Regions from separate parts of the Mus musculus genome. Here region 1 is linked to region 2. The links are chromatin contacts, called in public HiChIP or PLAC-seq maps. All regions are on one chromosome and are shown on one strand. Each heading gives the region's core, a stretch centred on a gene start, on an enhancer-like site or on the middle of the called end of the contact. The rest is flanking DNA. Distances are from core to core; before and after follow the strand shown. Region 1 overlaps Gm12724 (predicted gene 12724). Region 2 has its middle 39 kb from the start of Gm40217.

Evidence for each region. HiChIP or PLAC-seq counts read pairs in DNA pulled down with a chosen protein or histone mark.
Region 1: an H3K27ac HiChIP or PLAC-seq map of cardiomyocytes shows a contact between it and region 2, with 5 times the contacts expected there. The contact joins two enhancer-like sites. A contact is called at or near these places in 2 of 115 datasets of contacts at active chromatin or transcription factors (cardiomyocytes and embryonic stem cells).

Annotation. Positions count from the first base shown.
Region 1 is chr4:106,261,105-106,264,972 of GRCm38.p6, reverse strand. It overlaps Gm12724 (predicted gene 12724), which reads right to left. Exons shown (of 5, transcript NR_151521.1): 3 at 1,148-1,233. The region is part of intron 2 of Gm52671 (a long non-coding RNA gene); the gene reads left to right. Among named protein-coding and RNA genes, the nearest start is that of Gm12724, 26 kb to the right of the region's middle. Within about 2 kb of position 1,747, at least 30 of the 459 cell types and tissues checked have an H3K27ac peak or open chromatin away from gene starts, as enhancers often do. A contact at or near this core is called in cardiomyocytes, where this site is marked.
Region 2 is chr4:105,277,638-105,282,108 of GRCm38.p6, reverse strand. No RefSeq gene overlaps it. Among named protein-coding and RNA genes, the nearest start is that of Gm40217, 39 kb to the left of the region's middle. Within about 2 kb of position 2,883, at least 39 of the 459 cell types and tissues checked have an H3K27ac peak or open chromatin away from gene starts, as enhancers often do. A contact at or near this core is called in cardiomyocytes, where this site is marked.

The DNA of each region.
Region 1 (3,868 bases), core at 498-2,997, 980 kb before region 2:
TGCTTCCCTGAGGGTCAAGGCAAAATCTTTCTCAAGCCCAGAGTGCTTTGTCCCCCAATCTCCGTCCTTCCCACCCCTTGCTGTCTTGCTGTCTGCACTGGCTTTCAGCTGCTTGAGCTTTGTGTATTTTCTGCTCAGGATCTGCACACTTAGTCCTTCTCTCTGGAAATCCTCTTTCCTTCTGTTCGCCCAGTCAGCCCACTTTTGGATCCGAGCTAAGCCTATGCATCTTTAAGGGTCCTTTTTTGAATTTGGGCTAAATAAGACCCCTGGTGCTGACATAATAATAGCAATTACTCTCTCCTTCCTAATTTTCAGTTTTCAATTATTTGTGTAATTATTTGATTAATGCTTTTCTTTAACATGAATGTTGTTGATATTTGGGTTGGTTTGTATTTCCCTCATTATAGGTGACATAGCTGGTGCTAGGTATGCGGTAAGACTTTTTTTCCCTCTTTTTTTGGAAGAAAAGAAGAAAGAAGGGAATGAAAGAAGGAACATTAGAGATTACTTGTGAGCTGGAGGTCTAAAGAGAAAGTGACTGAAGGGAAGTAGCTTTAGTTGAAGAATGGTCAGGAAGGCATGGTGACCTGTGGACCTGTGGAACAGGAACGCATTGTTAGGGGCAGAGTGCATAGGCACTTTCTCTCCCTTGTAAGGCTGGGCCACACAGAGGTTAAGCACACTGTCTTAGTTAGGGTTTTACTATTGTGAACAGACACCATGACCAAGGCAACTCTTATAAGGACATTTGATTGGGGCTGGCTTACAGGTTCAGAGGTTCAGTCCATTATCATCAAGGTGAGAGCATGGTAGCATCCAGTCAGGCATGGCGTAGGAGGAGCTTAGAGTTCTACATCTTCATCTGAAAGCTGCTAGCAGAATACTGGCTTCCAGGCAACTAGGATGAGGGTCTTAAAGCCCACATCCACAGTGACACACATACTCCAACAAGGTCACACCTTCTAATAGTGCCACTCCCTGGGCCAAGCATATACAAACCATCACACACAATGAATGGGAGTCAGGACCTAACTTCTAGGCCTGGTCTGCTTGCAGTTGGCCACAGTTCTTCCCCTCTCACTCTTGATTTCATCTGAAGAGTAACAATGATTGTCTAATTTTTTAAAACCAAACTTGCACCTACCTTTTTGATTTATGATGTATGTCCTAGCATTAATCAGGCATGGCCGGCTTATAGTCATTCAGACTCTTAGTGTAAAGATATTGTCCCTGGGCAAAATGAAGAAAAAAAAATCAGCAGGTTGAAAGGGTATTGGCTAGCTCATTCGATTACCAGGAAGCCTGAAGAACCAGACTCACAGAGAGGGAGGAATAAGGAAGGCAGCACAGGCAGACCAGAGCCAGACTCCACCAAGGTCAGTGTGGGCACTTAGCTGTTGCCGGTGGAGCATCTCAGCTTGCCTGTGCCAGGAGGTGGCATCTGGCACCTCTGTCGGCAACATTGCCCCATTGCCCTCAGGAAGTGGATGCTTCAGGTTTTGCTGCTATACTCAGAAAAAAATTTCACCTGCGTGTACCCCCAGCCCCCGTACCTCCTCTCCTGTGTCACCAACTCTTCATCCCAAAAGCTGAACAGATGCAAATGACTCCCAAAGCCGGGTTATAGAGTTGAGTCCTGGCTGCCAGGAGACTAAGAAAACAGCTTCTGGGGGGAATGAGACAGACTACATTTCTATGGTAGAGAGTTTAGTTTCCCAGAGTGGGGATCAGAGGGCAACCACACTAGACAGCCAACAAACATCACATGTCCCGTAGCAGGTCATCCCTAAGGTCCTCTTGGTGACAACCATTCGTGACTCTACTATCTCAATGAGAAAGGACACAGCTGCCACTCAACCCACTTCCTATTAATCTCAGCTGCCTATAAAAGTTGTAACATAGTGGCTTTGTCACAGAAAAACATGCTCTGTCCTCTAGGTTCTTATTTCTGGGCACTATAGGGATGTATTGTGGAAGCCCTTGTACTCTGTTTAATGAGACGCTGAAGCCAGCTTGTTTTCTTGGCTCCCCAGCCCTAAAAATAGGGCATTATTGAATAGTCCAATAACCTGGGCAGTTTCCCCAGTGCAGCAAGCCTGAATGTGGATTCACATGTTTAATTGGCAGATGCTGTATCTACTGGAGTTTCTATTTTTAAACTTGCTAAATGCCAATTCTCCCTCAAATGTCAATTCTCAAAGCATGTGGATTTGTTTGTTTTCTTGGTAGAAATTACCTTGCAATGTAAAAGACACATTTATCATAAATGGCTTTTGTGGGGGGGGGGCTAGAAATAGCAATTAAAATATTTTTATTTTTACCCTTACTGTCTTCCTTGTAGTTGTCAAAAAGCTAGAGGGATAAAAAAAAAATGGATGAAAGGGGGTTTCTGAAAAAAGAATCCAGCTTGCAGGATCTTATAGTAATGTATGCACCTTCTTTACATGCGGTTTCCATCAGATCTGCTTCCTTTTTTGGCACTTGAAATTATCCAAGCTGCAGAAGCAAAGCAAGCTTTCTAAAATCATTCAGTGCGAAGAGCCAATTCTGGCTTAATTTGTTACTACTCCAAGGTAACTCAGAGGTGTGAATAGAAAGCAGTGTGACTGAAGCCCTACCTCCCCCCACCACACAGCTGACACATTTACATTGAATGCTGAGCTCTAAAAGGCATTGAACTTGGTCTGCCTACAGCAGTTTTGGAGTGAGCTTCCCAGCTGTGGACCTTGGATGCTTGAAATCTTAGCAAAGCCTCTGTAATTTGGGAACCATGGACATTAGCTGAGAAGGTACATGCTTTAGTTTCCCTTTTGTTGCTATGGCAAAACTCCAACAAAGCAGTTAAAAGGAAACCGGGTTTGTTCTAGTTCAGGGACCAGGGCTATGGTCTATCATGGCAGGGAGGTAGGGGCAGCAGGAGCTGGGAGCCACTGGCCACATTGCAGGGAGAGTTAAGAAGCAGAAAGCTGTGCTTGAGAGATGGCTCAGTGGCTAAGAGCACTGATTGCTCTTCTGAAGGTCCTGAGTTCACATCCCAGCAACCACATGGTAGCTCACAACCATCCATAATGAGATCTAATGCCCTCTTCTGGGGTGTCTGAAGACAGCTACAGTGTACTTACATATAATAAATAAATAAATCTTAAAGAAGAAGAAGAAGGAGGAGGAGGAGGAGGAGGAGGAAGAAAGAAGGAAGAAAGAAGAATGTTGCTTCTCAGTTGCCTTTCTCCACTCATAGTCAGAGATCCCAGCCAGGGAATGGTGACGCCCACAGTGGGAGGGTCTTTCCATCTCAATTTAAAAAAAAATCAAGATAATTTCCCCCAGATGTGGTCAGAGTTCCCTCACACTGGCCAATCTAGCTTAAATTAACATTTAAATTAACATGGACCACCACAGTGACATCTATGCTTTCTTTGGCACTAGCTGTGGGGAAGGCATGTGGGCGGTCCTGATTAAAAGAATGTGAGCTTCAGGGTCAGGTCAGTTAAGAGCCAATCTTTTCCACTCTCCAGCCTGGTCATGTTTCTCAAGGGCTCGGAGCATCAGATTCCTCCAGAGTGAAACGGAGGGGATTACACTTCCACTGCTGTGAATATTACAGGAATTAATGTGTGCAGTGTCCTGACACCTCATAAAAATTCAGGAAATGTTGACACTCTTCTCTGTACGTCTCCACCTCCGTGATGCTACTCTGCTCTTCTGCTTTCAAGCACTCCTTGTCATTTTCATCTTTAGTTGTCTGAGACAGGATCTTTGTAACGGCCTAGGCTGACCTTGAACTTGCCATTCTCACGATCCAGCTCCCTGAACTGGGTTACAGCTATGTGTTACCCCGCCCAACTTCTTCGTGTGCCTTTACTAT
Region 2 (4,471 bases), core at 1,634-4,133:
GGAGACAGGGGCTGCCCTTGTCCTTCTGCTGAGTCCCACTGGCTCCTCCACGGAGCCCCTCCCTGCCTGTCCCCTCTAGAGCAATACTTGGATAAAAGTCTCAGAACAAAGCCTACATTTTCCCATCCGAGTAGAGAAGCCGCTGCTGGAGAAACAATGGCCTTGCCTTGGATCAAAGGAGCTGGGCCCAGGCTGTGGACAAAAGCTTAGCTTGAGAGGAATGACAACCTGTCCTGCCTCTCCTTTCACAGAGGTCTAGGGAGAGTCTGCAGGCCTCATTGGGGGCCTACTCCACCTTCTAAGTGCACCTCCCAGCCCCTGGCTCCTTTCCCTTGCTGCAGAGCACTCCAAGAACCAGCTGAATGGCCAATGTCCCTGGGCCTCCTTTTGTATTCTAGGTTGCTGCTCCTCCCCCACTTTCTCCTGTAAGACCTCTCTTCAGGCTTCAGCATTTCAGTCTCAAAGTTACCTCCCGTCTACTTTTAACTGGGTTGCATCACAGCCCACTGTGTCCATGCATGGAACTGTCTCCTCCCTCTGATTATAGCACTAATCACACCAAAATGCCACTACTGGGTCAACCGCCTTCCATTCGCCTGGACTGCGACCACACAGAGACCAGGATACTCACGATCTGATAAGCTCATTGCCTAGGTCAAGATGCTGAATGAAGAGAGCAACCGATGGCAGGGAGGAGGAGGAGGAGGGCTTCGGAGGCTGGACATGCACTTGGGTATCACTTCCTCTGTACAAACTCAAACTGCCTGCTCTCTCCATCTCTTTTGCTTGAATTTACTCCACTCATACTTTTTAAATGCAGCTTCCAGGTACTGGGGATGTACTGGCAGTCAAAACCACGGGATGAGTTTAGCTGGGCAGGGATGGGCAGGGATGGGCAGGGATGGGCAGGCAGATCTTAACCAACTGTATGGTTTAAAGTTGTGGTACACACTGTAAGGTAAAAGCAAGAGACAGTGCAGTCAGAGGGCTCATCCCTGTATTGAGAGATGGGCCAAACCTTAAGACTGAGTGAGCTCCTCCTACAGAGGATCCAGAGGTTGGGCAGCTGTCAACCATGTGCCACCCCAGAAACCAGTCACCTTTGGCCTCCGCAGGCATCTACACACACATGTGCACACACTTAACTAATTAAAATTAATTAATTAAAGCTTTTTTAAAAATTAAAAAGACTATATATCAATATTTATACCCAATATGAGCTGAGAGCTCACCAAGTACAGAGCAGGGTTTGGGGCTAGGAATGCAGCAGCTAACCCACCCTGTAATGGAAGAAGTCGATCCAGGATGAGAACAACTTCCAGAGGAAGTGGTGACTGAGCCACCATCTAAGGACTGAGTCACCTTTAAGCGGGGATAGGGACAGAGTGTAGGAAGGCTGAAAGTAGATAAGTGTTGGTGGCATTGAATGGTATCAGATTGCCTGTAAGCAGGCAGGGAAGTTCCCGGAGATATCACCTGGAACCTGAGAGCAGAGTCACCAGGATGGTACAGGATGTGTAACCTAGCATTCAAAGCCTGGGAGAGACCTTTGCCGGCCGTCAAACCTTTCCTTGAGGTAAGTGGAAATAAACAGGTTTGTTTGCCCTGCTTTCAGCCCCACAGTGTCCTGTTAGATAAAAACAAAACAAAACAAAACAAAACAAAACAAAACAAAACAAAACAAAACAAAACAAAACCCTTCTCAAAGCTGGGCAGTGGTGGTGCACACCTTTAATTCCAACACTCAGGAGGCAGAGGCCTGTCTGGTCTATAGAGTGAGTCTCAGGACAGCCAGGGCTACCCAGAAAAATCCTGCCTCAAAACAAAACAAAACAAAACAAAACAAAACAAAACAAAACAAAACACCTTTTTCTAGCTGGAAGATAGGCCTCCGATATTGGAGGGCAGAGTATGGCAAGATTCTCTCTCTGAGGGCCAGGCTTTGTCTGCAGTTCTCTATGAAGGGACTGACCTCTGCCACCGCAAAAACAAGGCACGTCATGTTCATTCAGCGAGCATTTGCAGTTTGCCCAGCAACATTCACTTAAATGCTCTTACTTCTCAGAGCAAAGTTCAAGTCCCAGGTTTCCCAGCCAAGGAGAACTGGCTTCTAATCAAGTCTCATTAACTGTTACCCCTGGGCCAAGCTATGTCACCACTCCTGGCAGCTGCTTTCTCTTTGTCACTTGAAGCCAGTTCCTTGCCATCAAGGCAACAGGTAGAACAGTGTATTCTAAGGTTGCCATAGCCAGGTGCCACAGCCTAGTGACTTAAATCACAGAAACACACGCTCTCACAGCCCCTGGGGCTGGAAGTCTGTGGTCAAGACAGAACACACACTTATTGATTTTGTTGTTGTTGTTGTTTGGTTTTGGTTTTGGTTTATTTTGTTTTTGAGACAGCTCTGGATGGCTTAGACCAGACTGTCCTTTAATGTACAGAGGTCTTCCTGCCTCTTCTTCTTGAGCTGGAACTAACAACATAAGCCAGTTGCCCTTTCTTACAAGACACCAGTCATACTGAATAAGGGACAAATATGGAAACCCTGGAGATGAGACCCTCAGCACAAGGCTTTAGAGCAGTGATTTTCAACTTTCCTAGTGCTGTGACCCTTTAATACAGTTCCTCATGTTGTGGTGACCCCTCAACCAATGCCACTTAGCAACTGTAACTTTGCTAATGTTATAAATTGCAATGTAACTATCTGATATGTAGGATATCTGATATTCAACCCTTCTGAAAGGGTCAGTCGATCCCCAAGTCGGTTGTCACCCCCAGGTTGAGAGCCGCTAATTTAGGCAAAACATCATCCGGCCCTAGCAGATGAAATAGCATATCCAAGTTTCTTCAGAGCCTGGCACTTGGCACACGCTGAGCAGATCCACGGACCATGCCTTTGGCAGGAGTCCATGGGGAGGTTTGGGACTCAACAGTCACTGGTTCTTGCCCTCGGCTTTAGATTCCTTGGTTTTAAGCCTGCCTTGCTGCCTCAATGATCTTGGCCAGATCTTAAGTGTTCTCCAAGATAACAAAAAGCTCGTTGCACACCGTAAATCCTGTGTCTTTTTGTTCTCACCGAGTCCTACCTTGAGTTGCTCACTCTGACATGCTGGGAACAACCTGAGAAGGGAGCAGAGAACATGACGTTCTCAGAACGGGCTCACCAGGGCCTTAGCTTTCTGCCATTGCTGCTGAGGGGAAAGCAGGGCAACTCTAGAACACTCTCCTCCCCACCCTCTCCTACTGTCCCTCAGAAAGGGTACCAACAGCTGTCTGAGAGGAAGTCCGTGGCACTGCTATCAGAGACCTAACTTTGGAAACTGTACCCATGAGGTTCATTTGTCCCCAGATCACCCACTGGTATTTTAGGCCACAAGCATTCCTCTGGCCACCTGCCCTGTTCTGGTATGCTGGGAACAGCTAACTTCCCTCAACTAGTGAAGTTTTTTTTTCCTTGAGGTCACTTTCTCATTGTCCTACTTCCCGGGTGACATGTTAAACGGGGTGTTGGGTACTTTGGTTTGTTTGAGGTATTTTTTGTTTGTTTGCGGTTTGTTGTTGTTTTGGTTTGGCTTTGGCTTTGTTTTTAAGATCATATCAGCACATCCAATTGGTAGCTTGAGCCCAGGCAATTCCTAGGGACCAGCTTTACTATACTGTTCAAGCTTTTTTCTTCGAACCCAGTCAAATCCCGATTGGCTTACAGACAATTCTGCTAGGCTCCTCCCAACAACGGCCTAGCAACAGTTTACAGCATCACCAACACCGTTGCTGGCCAATTGAGAGTCAGGTGCAGCAATTGCCTGCCGGTCAAGTGCGAGCCAGGAATGGCAGCATAGAAAGAGAATGAAGATGGCTGCTCCATACCCCGACCTCTCTTTCTCTCTAACTTCCCCCATACCCTCTGTGTTCCCATGCATTCCCACAAAGTCTCTCGCTCTCCCTCCCCCTTCCCCTCTCTCTCTTTCTCTCTCCCTCCTTCTGTGCCCCACCTTTCTTTGCCCTCCCTCCTCTGCCTCTACCCCTTTCCACCCCTGTTCCTTTCCCTTCATCCATGATAAACTTCCTTATGTCAGGTCTGTCGTGTGGCGTGATTTCTCAGAGGGACACCTTGGCTTGGGCGCACCAAGTACTCCCGTACTCCCTCTGCTGCTGCCACAGCTTTCTATTCCAAACAGTAACTGGAAGAGATGAGTGCTGGATCCTGAGATGGCACTTTGACACCCCACACCCCCAAATAATGCTTAAAGACAGAGATAAAGGATTTTAAAGAGCATTAATTGCTCTCTAGGCCAATGAGGGGTTCCTTGCGCCCCTTTATGAGTGCCATATTTTGGCATTAATTTTCAAAACAACTTCTGCTCGTTATGGAATTGGGAAATGGAAAGACAAACTGTGTGTGCATTCAGACTGATGCACAGGCCATCTCCTGTCTGTTAAGATCGTTGCTACTGGTGCTCGCTTGCTTTCC